Linked DNA regions of Anas platyrhynchos: region 1 is linked to region 2. A link is a contact called in public Hi-C data. All regions are on one chromosome and are shown on one strand. The core of a region is the stretch at or near the end of the contact, and the rest is flanking DNA. Distances in the headings are between cores, read along the strand shown.

Region 1 (3,940 bases), core at 1,244-3,743, 56 kb before region 2:
AGTATGTGTTGTCTTTGTGAAGATCATCTATCTCGATCTAAAGCTGCCTTTTACTTGTGTCTGGGAGGACTGCATGACACTAAACAGAAGATGCAAGGCGTGCAAGATACCTTGCCACTTCTTCTGTGGGTTTTTCATGTGTTCACAGACAGCAAGTCTGGCAGGGACTGCAGGGAGTTGTAGAACCCTGTAAGTCCTGTGTGTGTGTACATGGATACAAGCACTAGCAGGGAGAAGACATGGGCTTGTGCTTTGCTGAACTTGGTCATCTTGGAAGAAGAGAAATTGCCTGCTGGGGTTCTGTGGAACAGCCTGCAAGGGAGGTGGGAGCCAAGAAAGTAGGGCGGGATTTGTGGTTCTAGATCCTCTGTGCTAGTCAAAATCACTTCATAATTTGAGGTGCTGATAACTGCCAGGAGTTCTTATGTTATAAATTCAGCCTTCCTTAAAGTCTCTAAGGAAACTCTTTCATCAGGGTCAGCTGTTAAAGAGGAGGTAAAGGCCCAGTTTAACTATATTCACTACCACTGTTTTCTCACTGTTTTTTGTTTTTCTCCCCCCTCCCTGCACATGGCTTGATAGTGCTCATGAGCACTGAGTAAGAATATCTTTAGGATTGGCCACATTGACCAGTGTTATGAATGAAGAGTTGTGTGCTCTAAGACACCCACTGATACTTCCAATCTGCTTTTAAGCCTGATTTTCTCCACCTTTTAAGAGCTGTAAAGAGGGAGACTGCACCGGGTGTAGGAGTCTGTATTTTGAATCTGTGTAAGATGATGAGCCTTGGCAATTTCAAATGCAATTGTAAAGAGATTTGCTGAATAAACAGCACAACTGTAATTCAGTTTAACCCATGTGAAGGACACAAGGAAGAAGTAAAGAAAGATGGGGCAAGGAAAAGGCTTTGTTTTCCTAAGTTTAAATCAGGAGTCTAATCTTATCAGTGACTGTTTACTTCGCTCAGCCAAAACACAATAAACTATAATCATTCCGATCGCTGCTTATTGCCAGGTGACGGGGACACAGAAATTGCTATCACCTAGTTGCCCTTTCATATTCATGTGATGGGAGTTGGAGATCTTGGACCTTACTAGCTTGGTGAAAGTTGCAAACGCCGTCGTTTACTCAGCACTTGAAGACATGATGTTTGCGGACAATGAACTCAGCCAGAGGTAGTTTGGCAGCCCTGTGATAAGGGAGCATGGAAAAGATTATTTTGCCCTGTCCCTTCAATAATTAATCTCTGTACTGAAGCTCTCATTGTTTAAAGCTATAGCAATAGCAGCATTTGGAAACAATACATTTTGTTTAAAACTAGACAGACTGCCATGGGATAAGGTGTGTGTATGCGTACGTAAATGTTTTCAACATTCAAATGCGTATTGCAAAATAGATAAATACACAACAGATAAATGAAGGGGGTTTTAAGTAAGAACTCTCACTACTGCAAACATATTACTGTAGCAAAGGAGACCTTTCTTTTTTAATTAAGGGACAGCAAATACTTTCCAGCTGTATTTACTTGTGCCTGTGTTTTGCTTTGTTTCACCCACGTTTTCCCAGTAGAGTGAGTAGCTGAATGTCAGCCCTCAGAACCGTTGACTTTGTTCACCTCTTTCTCTTCCCTTTAAATAACACAATGCTCCACAGCATCGTAGCTGTTTAAGATACAGAAACTTTAAAATCTACCAACTCTTCAGTGCCAGGCTTCTTTCAAAGCATTAATGCTTTAAAATTAGTATCCTACTGCTATATGATTTGCATGGATGAGCAACTAGAATGGCAACTAGCATCCTTGCTTTCTGTTATTGTCCAAGCTGGGCCTTACTTCACCTCCAGAAGGTGTGGGAGTGAGGTAGCAGCAGCTTCCTTTGTTTTATTTCTTGTAAGCTAGGCAATGGAGGCTGGTGCAAGGCCCCTCTTTACTGCAGAAAAAGTCTTCCTCGTTTATTGTAATTACATGCTGTTTTCCTCCACACCAGGTCAGTAGTTCAGGTAGACATGGGTTTGCTTTGCTTCCACTTTGAACCTGAGCAGAGGCACTGTGTGGTAGCTTGGTCCTGGCATGGTGCTGATGCAGTTTCCCTTCTGCCTGGACCACAGCAAGGCTGTTTGCCTGCCAAAGGTCATAAAACTGTACCTGTAGGTCTCTCAGACTGCATGTAGTATCAAAGACCGATAGTCCTTCTGTCTGTCTGTCTATTGCTATCATCGCAACACTGAGAGAGAAATAACAAAGCATCCTAGTACTGTTGGCCTGTGGAAAGCCCCAACTTTCCAAACGCAACCCTTGCTTCACAGCAGTTTTACTTAGAGCAGTTTTCTCACAGCCTTTAAACCTCTTCATGTTGATTAATCATTTTCATGTCCTGACTCATTCAATCTTAAGGAAATAGCTTCAGGTTCTGGCTGCGTTGGGCTGTAGATCAGGCAGGCTGGATAATAAATAGGCTTGTTGTTGATGTGTAGAGGGAGGGAAGCACTGCCAGGAGTGTCTAAGCATGCCGTGCTGAGATGTTGGCAGACTGTTGCCAGGGGCTGCTGTGGATCAGCCATGTATTCAAAACAGGATGTTAATTGAAAAGCCTTTTTATATGTATTATGAAATGTTTGTTTGTTTTCACATTTTTCAGGCCCTGCAAGATGTATTCATTATTAGGTTACTCCATTTACTCTTACTTTAATGACTCCACTTAAAGAAAGGTGCATAATGCGCAAGTTACATAGCTACATCACCTCAGGCTGTGATTTTTGTCACAATTCACGAGGTAAGTAAGGTTGAGGCTGGTCAGTAAATGGATCGGCAACCCCCCTAATCCGATGGTTGTGTGTGTGGGTAACACCACATGCTTCGGCAGCAGTTGTTGGCAGTTTGGTTATAGACATGCTTCCCTCTGAGTCAGTGTCTCCCAGGGTAAAAGATTACTGCTGGAAAGGGCACGTGATATCAACGAGATGCAAAACCAGGATTTCAACATCTTATACTCTCTAAAGCACTCATTTTTTTTCTTCCTCTCTCTCTTTTTTTTTTTTTTTTTTTTTAAATATCTGTGTGTTCCAGGTAAGTTCCAAAAGAATGCCTTCATTTTCTTTTGTGAAATTTGACTTGGCAGAAGGATTTTTGCATTCCCATTCATACACGTAGTTACTGCATTGTATTGTACATTCTACTTAAAAACACATTCTTAGTGACAGTGATGCATGCAATTCACTGGGGGAATGAATTTCTTGACAGTATGTGGTAGGATACAGCAGAATGTAATTTATCAGTATATGAAAAATTATGCAATAGATTTGATATATATATATTCTCTATATATTTTCAAATGCACTGTGTGTTAGCATTTCTGATACTCCCATCTCCATGAAGATCTCTTAGTTTATTCATTCTCATATATATACATAAAAGATCTTAAGAGAAGAGTGTTTTTTTTTCTGGACTTAGAAGGTGGTAGCTCCAGTATGGCCAAATCATAAAGAAAGTGGGGAAATGGCGATTTTTCTTCCTAGTGTGTTACAGAATATTTTACTGGACTATGAAATGGACAGTTGGTTTGGATTTCCTTTTTTCTTGCTTCTGGTGATCTCTTAACAGACAGTTGAAACGAGTACCGTGTCAAAGGTGACTTTGTTCTTACCTTATAGGAAGGAGTCTGTCTTGTAACTTTTGCCACTATCAAATCCAAGATAGTTAATATTGTAAATCACTGGGGCAGTCCAGCAATGATACAGCTCCGAGATATCACCTGCTTGACCTCTCATTTAATGCCCCATCTGGGTGTGTTTCCTTCAAAAAACCGAAGTCCCAAATGTGATCAAATACAGGTCACAGAACAAATTATCAAATGCTAGGGTGTGGCCTTGGTAGTGCACTTTGCTTCATAGATGATCTAGTTTCAGAGCAAAAGTGCCTTATTATCCCCTTTATTGAAAGGGA
Region 2 (4,344 bases), core at 860-3,359:
TTCTTTCACTCTTTTCCTCAGTGCTTCATTTAATTCTTGTTGCTTTCTCTGTTGTTTGATTCCTGCCTACCCATCTTACAAGTGAAGCAGGATTTTTTAGTACCTATATGAAGAGGAACAAATGAAAAGCAGGAGGTCTGGAGCACACCTTCAACCATAAAGCTCCAGGAAACAGCCAGGTGGGAGAACCCTTTGTGCTGCTGGAGGAGGATGCCTTGCTCTCTCAGCTCAGATTCCAGTTTTGCTGCTGTCCAGGCTGCTGCAGCAAGGCTTGGAGGCCTGAGAAACACCCCCATGCTGCGCGCAGGGATGGCACTGTGGGGACAGCATTGGAAGACGGGACAGCGAGGACGCTGGCCCTCCCACAACACTGCCTCCCTTCCCCCTTCCTTTTCTTTCCCACTTGCGCACAGTGCTGTGGCTCGGAGGTCATTTGTTTCCCACAGCTTCACAGAACACTGTAGCAGAAAGGGGGACAATGGTCCCTTACAAGGGGCGATGTGAGGCTGTCTTTCATCTCTAATAAGCCCCTTCACTTGCACTGGGAAGCCTGTTGTGCGTGTGTGTGCATGCACGGTTCCAGTGTGAAACACTCCGCAGCTTCAATAGATGTAAAGCATCTAGGCTCTTTTGTTTTGGTTTTGAAATGGGCAACTCTTGGCATGTTGCAGCCTGAGGTGGGTTTTCTGTTCAGCGCAAGTACATCAGGAGACATCATTTTTCCTTTTCACATAACTATTAAAATCGAGAGCCCATCTGGTCAGCATCAGTCAGCAGAAAGACTTAACCCAGAAAGCAAGGAGAGGAGGGAACAACTATCTGCAGCTCGCCTCTGCCAAGCACAGGCTCCCTTGTGCTTGGGATGGATCGCTAACTGAGCGTGGCAGGGGGCTGGCAAGCTGGTGAATCGACTCTCCTGGCAGTTGCCTGAAACCCACTGGCGGATGGCAACTATTTGTGAAATCCACAGTAAAGGAGACTAAAAAGGGTGGCATCTACCCAGTGCAAACAAAAATGAAATTCTGAAGCTGCCGTCTTGAGCCTGCAATCAAATCACTGGAGCTTTTGAGGGTGATGGGGAAAGCATTGTTTAGAAGACAAGAAGTCAGGATTCCACCTGAATTTACACCAGTATTTCTGTGCTTGTTGACTGGGACATTTAATCCCTTTTAATATCACTTGAACACAAAGGTATAGATGGCTCTATCATCCTTCTAACACCTTCTGACTCCCTCATAGTTGTCTATTCACCCCTTCATCCCTTCAAATTTACCTTACTGCTTTATTGTGTGATAGAGGAAGTAGACCTGTGGAAAGATTTCTAATTAGAATAAGCATCCCTTCTGCCAAGACAGGTCACTGTTTGCTTCTTAGGTGAAGTGAGGAAGTAATCTGGAGGATCTCCTGTGAGAACATTTGTCTTTATGGAGAGGTATTTAACAGCTATGTACTAAAGCTTCCAATTGATCTCTACAGCCCTGTTAAACCATGAAAAGATCAGTCTCTGAGATTGAGCTGATAAAGCAGGACTACAAAAACCTCCACAGAGGATTTTAGAGAACATGATCAACACAGTGTAATAAAAGATTATCAGAAACTTATCAAAAGCTAGTGTAGTTGATGGAGTACAGGAGCATTACATAAACAGGTAACTGTTCATTGCTGTATGAAGAAGTTTCAAGGGGTCTTTTGCTGTTGTGCTTTTCAGCTGGCATGCTAGCATCTTTTTCCCCATAAGGAAAGCATTAAAATTGCTTAGAGCTGTCTATAAGTTCTGCAGCCTTGCCTGTGAGAGCTTTGGACTTGTCTTTGAGCAATAAGAGAAAAAAGGAACCATGATGGCTCGTGGAGCAGTGCTGAGTTAATTTCTACTGTATTATTCTATCCCAATCCAATTTTCAAATGTATAAAATACACCATTTAAAGTGTTCTGTAAAGTCTGTCCTGTGGCTTCCTCGCATGCCCACAGCATGCTCGTTGCTTCGTGCTGTCCTGCCGACTAATCGTGACACCCTGCTAGCGCTGACCTGTTTGCTGTTCCCTCTATCAGGCGGTTCAGCTTGACGCAGACACTCTCCACCCCGTTCCCCTTCCTGCTGCTGACCCCATTTCGGTCTTGGCTCCCCTCTCCGATTCTAACATTTTCCACACACTCTCTCTCCCCACCTCCCTTGCCGTTGGTGCCTCCATCCAAAAAATCACGTAAGTGGATGTTTATGCAAAATACGCGCTTCTAGGTACTAACCAGCTAATAGATAGACCATGGAGAACAGCAAGATGCTCACAACGCAAAGATAAATGCTAATCTGAATACTTTACAAACAGGATTACAAAGGGGAAAAAAAAAAAGTTGTTTGTGAAGGGGTTGAGAGATACTTGGGACAGCAACTTAATCACAGAGCAGCGACTTTTCCTCTTTATGTATTGGGCTGGCGTCTACAGACAAACAAAATCCTCTGCTTAGGGTGTTTTCCATCTGCTCCATCCAACAGTCCCCTTTACTCGGGACATGTTTATTCTAAGCAGGGTGCGTGATTCATCACCCTTGGGAGATGAGGCAAGGTTTGGTGCTGATCTCAGACAATATTTCTTCCCTCCCCCGGCCCCACCTCCCGGCATGATTGTACTAGGAAATTACATCACTGATAAAATCTTTTAAGGGGAACATCCACCTTGTTACAGCACACAAAATAATAGAGAATTTTTGCTGTTGGGTTAGTGGCGAAGTCGATTCATTAAAGGCTATTCTGTACAAGGCAGCAGGCACAGCAGACACTGAGAAATGTGACTTTGGTGTGGAATGTCGCTGAACCTAACAAAAAGTCCTGTGTGTGAACGGGAGACCTGCAGAAGAGAAGCGAAGGTACTACCACAGATGTCTGAAAATTCAGTCACACTTCAGATCCCCTGAAGTTACACTTTCTTTGCCTCTGGGAAATAATGACATAAGAATCTAAATCATCGTTTTTGAGAGAGTTAGCTCCTTACCTTGCAGAGAAAGTGGGATGTAGATCTCTACTGGGAAAATAAACACAAGCAACAGATTTTCTTACTGTACTGGAGCTGGTGGGACTTAAAAGTCCCCCCCACGCGTATATCTGATGTGACATTAGTCAATTAAATGAGGCATATGAAAAGAATGAATAGTCAAGTCGTTAACATTCCATATAGTCTGTTGTCCAGCACTGTCCAGTATGAAGGGGAAATGGTTATAGCTGAGTTGATAAATATTTATTTCAGTGATATTTATTTCAGTGGTTTCCTCAAATGGAGAACACGTGCATCCCTGAGCAACACATTCTTCCAAGCCAGTGCTGAAATTGTGCATGTCCTCCAAAATGAGCCACTACTGCTAGCTATGCCAGCTTTAATATGGAAAGCAAAACTGAGACACCAGAACCTTTAAAGTCATTTAAGAACTCATGCTATCAAAAGCCAAGCAGCACGTTAATTCCCTTAATATGGCAAAGCTCCCATATGGGTAATAATCTAGGCTATGCAGTCTGTTTGCCAGAAGACCCAAAAGGTACGCTTAGAATTTATTTGTGTTTCAGAATTCATTGCAAACTCAGTTAATCTAAGGGCTCCTTACAGTGTACTTAGAGCTGTTTCTGGTTTTATGGCTTTATTTAGTTGTGATTCTATTTGGATTAAACTCTCTTTTTCGAATGAACTTTGGTTTAGGTTTTCCACAATGTTTTTGCATCTGTAACTTTGAAAGATAAATCCAGAAACAGCAGAAAGGTAGTGCAAGTACTTCATAGCTATCCACTTAAAAACAAAACAAAGAGAAAAAAACCCACAAGCTTCTGGCTGTTATAAAATACACTTAATAAACACACTATAGTGTTGTAAATGTCTTGCCATAATCAAGATTTTACTGATTTTTAGGATGGGTGCTCAATTAACAAGGGACCCTTGAGACAGAGTTCACTGGGTTGTTGTTCATACGTATATATGTATATACTGTTTTTATGTGCTAAGTAGATATGAGTTGTTGAATACAGTATGATTCACTTCTTATCCCAAGCTTCTAAACAATACAGCTGTAGAGCTGCTAAGCAGGTATTGCATTCCAGCCTAAAAGTATGGCAATCAAGGGAAGTGAATTGTGTGCAATACAGTGTGTAAAGGACCTTTATGCACGGGCTGTGATGTGTTCAGTTGTGCATTACATTTATCTTTCATGTTTTACGAGTAGACTTCAAGTCAGAATGTATAAAACCTGCAATATGTATTTGCTTACAGTTAAGGTTAAGAATTGAACAGTAAAAGATATAGGTCTGAAAAAATAAAAAAGCAGTAAAACATTTAACACAGTTGCAAAGAATCATAGTTATTAGC

The links. A called contact is a pair of places that touch in the nucleus more often than the background predicts.
Region 1: a Hi-C map of subcutaneous adipose tissue shows a contact between it and region 2, with 2.1 times the contacts expected there. The contact joins two enhancer-like sites. A contact is called at or near these places in 3 of 8 Hi-C or Micro-C datasets (liver, skeletal muscle and subcutaneous adipose tissue).

The regions. Positions count from the first base shown.
Region 1 is chr5:37,686,359-37,690,298 of IASCAAS_PekinDuck_T2T, reverse strand. The region is part of intron 8 of RAD51B (RAD51 paralog B); the gene reads left to right. Among named protein-coding and RNA genes, the nearest start is that of TMEM229B, 180 kb to the left of the region's middle. Within about 2 kb of position 2,493, at least 2 of the 8 cell types and tissues checked have an H3K27ac peak or open chromatin away from gene starts, as enhancers often do. A contact at or near this core is called in subcutaneous adipose tissue, where this site is marked.
Region 2 is chr5:37,629,721-37,634,064 of IASCAAS_PekinDuck_T2T, reverse strand. The region is part of intron 9 of RAD51B (RAD51 paralog B); the gene reads left to right. Among named protein-coding and RNA genes, the nearest start is that of ZFP36L1, 230 kb to the right of the region's middle. Within about 2 kb of position 2,109, at least 1 of the 8 cell types and tissues checked has an H3K27ac peak or open chromatin away from gene starts, as enhancers often do. A contact at or near this core is called in subcutaneous adipose tissue, where this site is marked.